Linked DNA regions of Rattus norvegicus: region 1 is linked to region 2. A link is a contact called in public Hi-C data. All regions are on one chromosome and are shown on one strand. The core of a region is the stretch at or near the end of the contact, and the rest is flanking DNA. Distances in the headings are between cores, read along the strand shown.

The links. Hi-C and Micro-C count contacts between places; a contact is called where the count stands out from the background.
Region 1: a Hi-C map of frontal cortex shows a contact between it and region 2, with 4 times the contacts expected there. The contact joins two enhancer-like sites. A contact is called at or near these places in 2 of 12 Hi-C or Micro-C datasets (Schwann cells and frontal cortex).

Annotation. Positions count from the first base shown.
Region 1 is chr9:48,854,696-48,859,220 of GRCr8, reverse strand. No RefSeq gene overlaps it. Among named protein-coding and RNA genes, the nearest start is that of Sec61gl4, 58 kb to the right of the region's middle. Within about 2 kb of position 3,125, at least 18 of the 93 cell types and tissues checked have an H3K27ac peak or open chromatin away from gene starts, as enhancers often do.
Region 2 is chr9:48,760,530-48,764,446 of GRCr8, reverse strand. No RefSeq gene overlaps it. Among named protein-coding and RNA genes, the nearest start is that of Pdcl3, 32 kb to the right of the region's middle. Within about 2 kb of position 1,661, at least 10 of the 93 cell types and tissues checked have an H3K27ac peak or open chromatin away from gene starts, as enhancers often do.

The sequences.
Region 1 (4,525 bases), core at 1,876-4,375, 93 kb before region 2:
CTCTCTCTCTTGCTATCTTAGTTAGGGTTTTACTGCTGTGAACAGACACCATGACCAAGGCAACTCATATAAAGGACAACATTTAATTGAGGCTGGCTTAGAGGTTCAGAGGTTCAGTTCATTATCATCAAGGCGGGAACATGACAGCATCCAGGCAGGTATGAGAGTTCTACATCTTCATCTAAAGGCTGCTAGCAGAATACTAGCTTCCAGGCAGCTAGGATGGAGGTCTTAAAAGCCTTCACCCACAGTGGCATACTTACTCCAAGTCCACACCCACTCCAACAAGGCCACTCCCACTCCAAAAAGGCCACACCCACCCTGACAGGGCCACACCTTCTAACGGTGCCCCCTCCTGGGTGGAGCATATTCAAACCATAACACTTGCCTCTCCCAGCCTCTGACCTACTTCCTGTTTGCAGTTACAGAATTCTAAACACATAGAACCATTAAGTGTGTATCTTTGGCCTGGTCCCTTTCGTCCAGCACCAGTATTTCACGATTCATTGGCGATATTTACAGAGGTGACAGTATGGTGTCTGGGGTGTACCTCAAAATTATCTAGACGTATGTACGGGTCAAAGCAGAGATGAGCTGTGAAGATGTAGCTCTGCTTGCACACACACAACTGTGAGGGGCTATAAGGTGGCCATCACCATACCAAAGATGGATTACGGGCACAAGATAGACTATTCTGACAAGTTATTTGAATGCTTTTCTTTTTCTAAAAGAAAAGGGGGGTTATTTATATCTATTAGTATTACTATTTGTGTGTGTATGTATGTGTGTGTGTGGGGGGTACACATGTGGATGTATGAGGCCAGAGGTGAACCTTGGATCTCTCCACCTTGTGCTTTTTGAGACAGGGTCTCTCATTGGCCTGGAAGAGTATAGACTAGGCTGTCTGGGCATCGAGTGCCAGGGATCCACTGTCTCTACCTCCCAGGAGCCTGGCCTTTTTTATTTTTTTTCATGTGGTTTCTAGGTATTAAATTCAGGTCCCTGTGCTTTCATAGCAAGTGCTTTGCCAACTAAGGCGTCTTCCCAGGCATGTGAAGAAGGTTTAGAAAACTAACTTATGCTCACCTTGGTTTTCTTACACTGTTTTACATAATGTTCATATATGGCTTGCTTGATTTCTTCACTCTTACTTTTAAAAATAAGTTTCCTTCATCTTGTTCTTCGAGGATCTCAGTTCTGCTGGAGAGCAGGGCAGATGCTCTATCTGATTTAACCTCTTTTTTGGTTTTGTTTGGTTTTGTTTTTTTAAGGGACAGTTACAGGGCATCGTAGATGCTTGTGGCCAAGGGAGGAGATGGGAACTACCTGGATTATTTTTGCATGGAAAATAATAGTTGGCGGGACCAGCTCCTGATGAGGATCCATGTTTCCCAGTAACCGAGGGACTGATTTGCAAACTTGGCAGTCTCCTTTCCCCGAGCAGGAAGTGCGCTGGAGGAGGAGGAATGTGGGCCACAGGGAGGGAAAGTAAGCACTGTGCTGCCAGTGAAATCTGGGGATTTGAACACAGCAAACACTAAACTGGGGTGTGTGCGTGTGTTATTTTCCCGTTAAAATATTATATCTTCAACCAGAGTACTCCGAATGCTCCTGATCTCTTCTGATAAAATATTACTTAGAATCAATAAACGCGAAGAAAACCTGAACAAAAAAAATGTGCTCAAACTTCCTTCAGTGCTAATGAGAAAGTTCCTGTCTCGGAGAGCTGGTCAGATCTTCTTTTCTACAACAGAATCTATGCCTGCTCTACTTCCCCCGAGAAAAGGAAACAGCGAAATCTGCTCCTCTGCTTAACGTGCACGAGACTTGGCTGTCCCTGCGTGGACGTGTGGAATGACTGCGGGTGGTAGACTGCCACATTTGAAAACACTCAAGAAATCTTGCCTTCCGGTGTTCTCTAGGGTGTCCTTGGCTCATCCAAGCACAGAGGGAGGGTAGCAGGAGGGAGGCAGAGGCACAGTGGAGCTTGACCTCTAAGAGTGCCTGCTCCCATGTTGGCTGATGACTCCTGGACATGGGGCCTGCCCTGCAGTGTGGTTGATACACCCAGTGATGTTCTATTGGAGAAAACTGATTTTTTTCCCTTCCCCAGCAGACATGAATTGCAAGTAGCTTCCAGAGAGGGCCACCAACTCAACATGTGGGTGACCACGTGAACTGAGTGAAGAAGGCCAGCCGCCCTAGCCTCCTAATCACACATAGTGATATGTGTCTGAAGCTAGCCAGAACATCCCAGCAACCTGACCCCTAGGGCCATGAGATACCCCAAAGAAGGCAGAAGAAACTTCCAAGGCCTCCTCAGCTCACTGACTTGTGTGGAATGAAAAGGCCAAGGTTTCAAGCAGGTCTGCCACAGCCTTATGAACGAGAGTCGGCACTAAGGTTGTTGCATGTATCTCTGCCTTTGGAAAGTCGGTGTACATTTTCCCAGGTGAACCACAGACTGGGAGGGCACCAGACTTCTGTAGAAGCTATTCGCTCTCAGTACCAGGCTGGATTTTTTAAAAATCTCTCTTGCTCATGAATTTCCTTGTGTAGGAACAGCTGTCTAACAGATGGCATAGACAAGGATGCCCAAAGGAAGGGGGACTCTGAAAAGCCTTTCAATAACGGATGTTAGTCTGATGTGACTGACCGGGGCTTCCCAGGATGACAGAACCCCAAGACAGAGTCAGCCACACCCTACTGAGTCCATCCTCTCCCTAGATCCTGCTGAGTCTAGGGCAGCACTGCCGGAAGAGCAAAGGCAGGCCTAGGTGCGGTGGCTGCAGAGGAATTGGAAGTCTTGGTCCTGCAGTGAGCTCAGGGTGGGTCTAGGACATGTTGGCATTCAGATGCAGGGTTAGGGGATAGAGCTGCGGAGCAGATGAAGGGGGCTTTGCTCTAGTGGGGGCTGGGGATGCTTCACCATGTGGGCTTGGGCAGAAGCATATGCATAGTCACAGCAGGGCCCCAGCCACAGAAGGGAGAGCCAAAGCCAATGGAATGATTCCACAGAGGATCTGCCCTTTTGTGTTTTGCAAGCTTTGCCTCCTTAGATACTCCTCTCCGGAGTGAGTGAACTTGTTCTAGCTCACCGCAGCGGGTGCAAACAGACCCCACCCACCGTTTCCTGGGTGTGGGTGCTGTGGGCAGATGCCAGAGGGATTTTTAAAAGGAGCCGTGCTATTTAGGGTGTTGGGATCCGCTATCATGCCAAGGCAGCAATATGTCTGCCCATGAGAACTTCCCAGCATCCAGCAGAGGGATGCCATTTTCAGGGCTCACACTGAATCAATACGCCTCCCTGGCACATTCCTCTTGCGAAGTCACTCTGAGATCTCCCAATGAATTCCCATCTCAGGGCTGGGCGTGCGCCTCATCTTCACATGAGACACTTAGACCTCAGACAGATCCCTCCTTAAGTGTCTCTACCGTTAATGCTGAAGGTGGACAGGGTAGGATGTTTTCACATCTGCAGGCGGGTGAGACATTTGCCAAGAAGGTTCTAGATCTGCGTTGTTCCTCTGGATCATGAGTTGAAACAGAAAACTCTGGATGTAGGGCTTGGCTGGTGGAGCACATCAGCTCTGACCAGCGCAGAGACTCTGTGCTCATGGAGGTTCTGAGGGAAATGGGAGGTCATTCAGAGGAGAATGTGAAAGGTTTTTTTAGGAAATGGACAAGCAAAATGGTGTTCACAGACAAACTAGAATGGACCTTCAATCATTCATATATATATATGAAGAACTCAGAGGCAAAGCCCTATTTTCAGAGACTATTGTATGAGGTCAGGCCAGAGAAGAATGGAGTGCAATGCACTGCTCACAATGATTGCACGCTAAATAGGAGGATAACGAGGCCAAAAATAATCACTGTTTTCTGCCCTCCAAATTCAGGGTGTTCGAAACAGAGACTTCTGAAACACCACCTAGTCAAAGGCCCAGCACTTCCTTCCTGCCTTTCATCCAAGGGCTCCTGCTGGATTACCTGTGCAGAGGGACAATTTGGCAGCATGGCAGCTCCAATCTCCTCCATGTTCCTTGCTCAGGGCCCCCACTGTTTGACTGAAAGGCTCCAAACTTCAGTGTGCACAAGAACAGTGTGGTCAAATGCAGAGTCAGCTGCAGAGGGTCAGGTTCTGCTGGTCTAGGACTAAGGATCTGGATCTGGTTTCTCCCCGCAGGCCCGGCAACTATTTCCAAAGGGCTGGGTTGGCTTTTAGCCATGGACCTATAGTCTGTGCTCCCAAGTTGAAGGGTTTTGAGATTCTGGGAATCAGAAGGCGCCAGACATAGGCTTGGGTGAGGCTAAGACATAAGAAGAAATAAGACCCTGCAGCCCAGAGTCCAGCTCTTTGGATGAGAGATGGACCTGAACACTGTGGCCATGGTCAGAGTTAAAACAGTGCTCAGTTAGAAAGAAAACTGCCTCTCCCTCACCTCCCTCTGAACCACAACATAAAGGGCTTTCTATCTTTCTCCTTCAATCGTGGCATCTTAGCGTCTCTTCCTGTGCTGTGGTA
Region 2 (3,917 bases), core at 412-2,911:
TGGTACAGGACATAGAAAGAAGGAGAAAGTTAGAGATGGACAAGAAAGGCTATGGAGGGGAGTGTGGGCTCTCTCAGAATGTGTTATTTTAGGGTATGAGAGGAAATGTGTCAGAGTGATGGGCATAACAACACTTGTTCCTACACGAGCGGGCTCTTACCCATTCTAGACATTACTAAAGACACCAGAGAGACTGCTGAGTTCTGCTCCTGTGTTGCCTGTTACCATGTATCCACAAGGATTTGTTACAGAATGTCTTCTTGGCCCCTCAACAAAGAGATTATAATTATAAAAATCACTGGGGAGGGAGGTGGCTGCGAGGGTGCTGGAGAGATGGCTCAGTGGTTAAGAGCACTGGTTGCTCTTCCAGAGGTCCTGAGTTCAGTCCCCAGCAACCACATGGTGGCTCACAACCATCTAGAATGGGATCTGATGCCCTCTTCTGACCACTGGGGGTCCACAGCAGGCTGTTTATTGGCTGACTTGACATTTCCAATGCCTCTGTACCAAAGACCTTAGCCCCCACTCCAAACCCTTTCTTCAGTTATCTGTCCCCAGGTGGACACCTATGTAGAGGGTAGTCATGAAGGTGCAGGGTACCAATCAGGCATTGACTATATCTGTCACTTCTATCACTATGACAGAGTAGACAGAGTACCCAAGGTAAACTATGTTAAGAAGAAGAAAGGTTTATCTTGGTTCATGGTTCCAGGGGCTTCAGCCCATGGGTGTCTGGCTCCATTAGAATGGCCTATGGGAAGACAGAATATCGTGGGGACAGAATCACGTCACAGGAGGCTGCATGCCTTGTGACAGTCAGGGAACAGACAGAGGCTGTCTGTATGACTGGGATTCCTCTTCTTCCTCTCTTGTCCCACATGGATCTTCCCTTCTGCAGTTAGGAAGTGTCCTCCCTGGGGCTGGAGAGATGGCTCAATGGTTAAGAGCACTGACTGCTCTTCCAAAGATCCTGAGGTCAAATCCTAGCAACCACATGGTGGCTCATAACCATCTATAATGCAATCTGATGCCCTCTTCTGGTGTGTCTGAGAACAACTACAGTGTAGTTATATATAAAAAGTAAATCTTTAAAAAAAAATTTTAAAAAGGAAGTGTCCTCCCAGACACGCAGAACAGGGCTTTGCTAATTTAGGTGTCTCTCAAGCCAAGAGTCAAATTTAACCATTGGGCAGAGGTGAGCTTGAAAGCAGAGTGCAAGAGAAGATGGGGAGTCTGATTTCTATTCTGACTAAACCTTTGTGACCTCAGAAAAGTCACTGTCTTGTTTCGGCCAACCGCCAGGTGAGCAAGATTTCTCTGATTCCAAGGTGACCAACATTGTTACTATATTAGGAGTCTAGGGATACATGAATGGGGAGTGTCTGAGCCTCCAGGGTGCACTGGCTCTCCTGGATGTGGAGAGAAAGTATCATTCTTCACCCTTCATCCTTTCTGCAGCCTTCTGGTCAAAGGGAAAGCAGTTACAACTGCTGTTACCTTCAGCTGGGGTCTCCCTTGGCCAGGTGGAGCAGCCCTGGAGCCCACCCTGTGCCCCTTCCCAGTGAAACTCCTGTGGTGGATGCAGGCCCAGAGGACATCCCAGTGTCTAAATATCAACCAAACAGTGAGCATCTCTCTCTGCCCACCTTTCCCACCTCATCAAGCATTCCTCCCTTCTAAAAGCTGCTGTGGGCCTGGGACAGGCATCCCTCAGCCATGGTCCTTATTCACAGACTCGTTTCTGTTTAAGCAAGACCCCCCAACCTTCGTCAAGTTCAGGTCCCTGAACTGAGTTGGAGGACCAAGTACACATGGTTGGTAGTCTCTGGGGCTGGGGAGGCTCAGAGTCAGCCACGACAACCAGAAGAATCAAGTCCTCCCACAGCAGCAATTCTCCAGAAATGTTGCCATGGTAAAGGGGGACGGTAGAGCAGCTGGTGTTCAAAGAACCATTAGCATTAGAGGCTGCTGGTGATGTACACAGACACACCCAGGTTCATTCTGCTCAAACAGCACGAAGCAGTGAAGGCTTTTTGCCAAAGTGTGTGTGTATGTGTGTGTGCATGTGAGTCCATGTATGTGTGTGCACATGTGCATGTGAGTCCATGTATGTGTGTGCACGTGTGCATGTGTGTGTGCATGTGTGTGTGCATGTGTGTGCATGTGTGTGTGCATGTGAGTCCATGTATGTGTGTGCACGTGTGCATGTGTGTGTGCATGTGTGTGTGCATGTGAGTCCATGTATGTGTGTGCACGTGTGCATGTGTGTGTGCATGTGAGTCCATGTATGTGTGTGCACGTGTGCATGAGTGTGTGCCTCTGTGTGTTTATGTATGTAGGGTCTCAAGCATGCACACTTATCACTGAGCTATGCATCTGCCCTGATGGATGTGTTTTGTGATGACGAAGACTCCAAGTTTGGCCAGGATAATTCTGAGGTTTATTGCTTATTCATGAGCTTGGGAGGCTTTTGAAGAAACAAACAAATTTAGTGTGTGACCACTGTTATTCAAAAACATAAAATCGGATTACCAAGATGCAAAACAGCAATGGTGACAGGCAGAGATTCTCGGCCCCAGGGTCTGTCATGGGCATGAGGAGAGGGTAGTGGAAAACTTTACTGCCAAGTGCCACGCAGAGGTTTTGGGTCAGGGAAGTCCTGCCTGGTCATTTGTTTCCACCTGTGACTCCTGCCTGAGGATGAACCAATCCTATTGGTGGAAGCCTGCGCATTGAGGCTCTGATCAGTGGAGACCCAAATGATGCAACTTCTGCTTGGCAGGGGCCTGGCTAATTACAGACTTTTATTGATGAATTTACATACGGTGCAGATTTTGATCAGTCGAGAGTTGGTAGAGCTCACCTGTTGGGAACTATCTCAAACCATCACGCTGCCTTTATGGGTACATCGTTTCCATATTTCACCAAAGAAGACAGACATACAGCCAAGGGTAGTGCTTGAATTCAAACACCCTCCTCATGTTCCTAAGCCCATGAGACAGAGATGGCTACAAGGCAGGTAACCTCAGAACAGGCATAATTTAATGGTCAGATAGAAGGCAAATATTCCAAGGAAAGAAAGCAAAGAACCGAAATAATTAAATTCGTTGCGAGAAACTGTTTGCCATTTGCTTGAGTCAATTCAGGTAATTTTGTGCTCTAAACTTCTGCTGCTAAAATCCCACAAGCAGCTTAACTTCTCCGAAGTAAATGTGGCCCAGCGCCTCTATGGCGACGCCGTGTTAAGTGTCATGACAGCCACGAAATCACTTCCCGGGGCGCTATGAAGGAGCACAGAGTGTTATTGTTCAGTAGATTAAGATTATGGTGACTAACGCGTTATGAGCAATGTGCGTGGGAGAGGATGGAGTGTATCCAAAGCTGTAAGAGAAAGGGTACAGGAAAAGCCGCTCGCGAGGCTGCTCCCCGCCCCCGGCTCCTGCCAAGCTCACTACCCACCATCTTCAAATAGGTTTCTTCTGGGGTGGAAATGCAAGGTGGATATGGGAGCAGTGGCCCAATGGATCACACCTGTGCGTGCGCGTGTTTGTGCGTGCGTGCGTGCATGCGTGCATATGTATGTACGTGTCTGCCTGACGGCTCCACCCACAGGTACCAGGCATTTGTGGAAGATGTTGCAGGACTGGCTCAATGGGCACATAGTAGGTGATACCAAGGGCAGACACCTGCAACTTGAGGAACCCCATACTGTTGTCTCGCTCTATCTCAGTGTTCCCGTCTCTAGAGCCCTTCTAGCTCCTCCCCCAGCCCGACTTGAGAGCCCTGTAATCTACTGATTGGTCCTCAGCATATAGGAAAACCTTTTTCCCCCAACGACTATGTTCCCAGAGTCAAATTTATTTTTGTAAAACTACTAAAATAATTGTGCTCGCATTTTTTTTTTTTTTGGTTCTTTT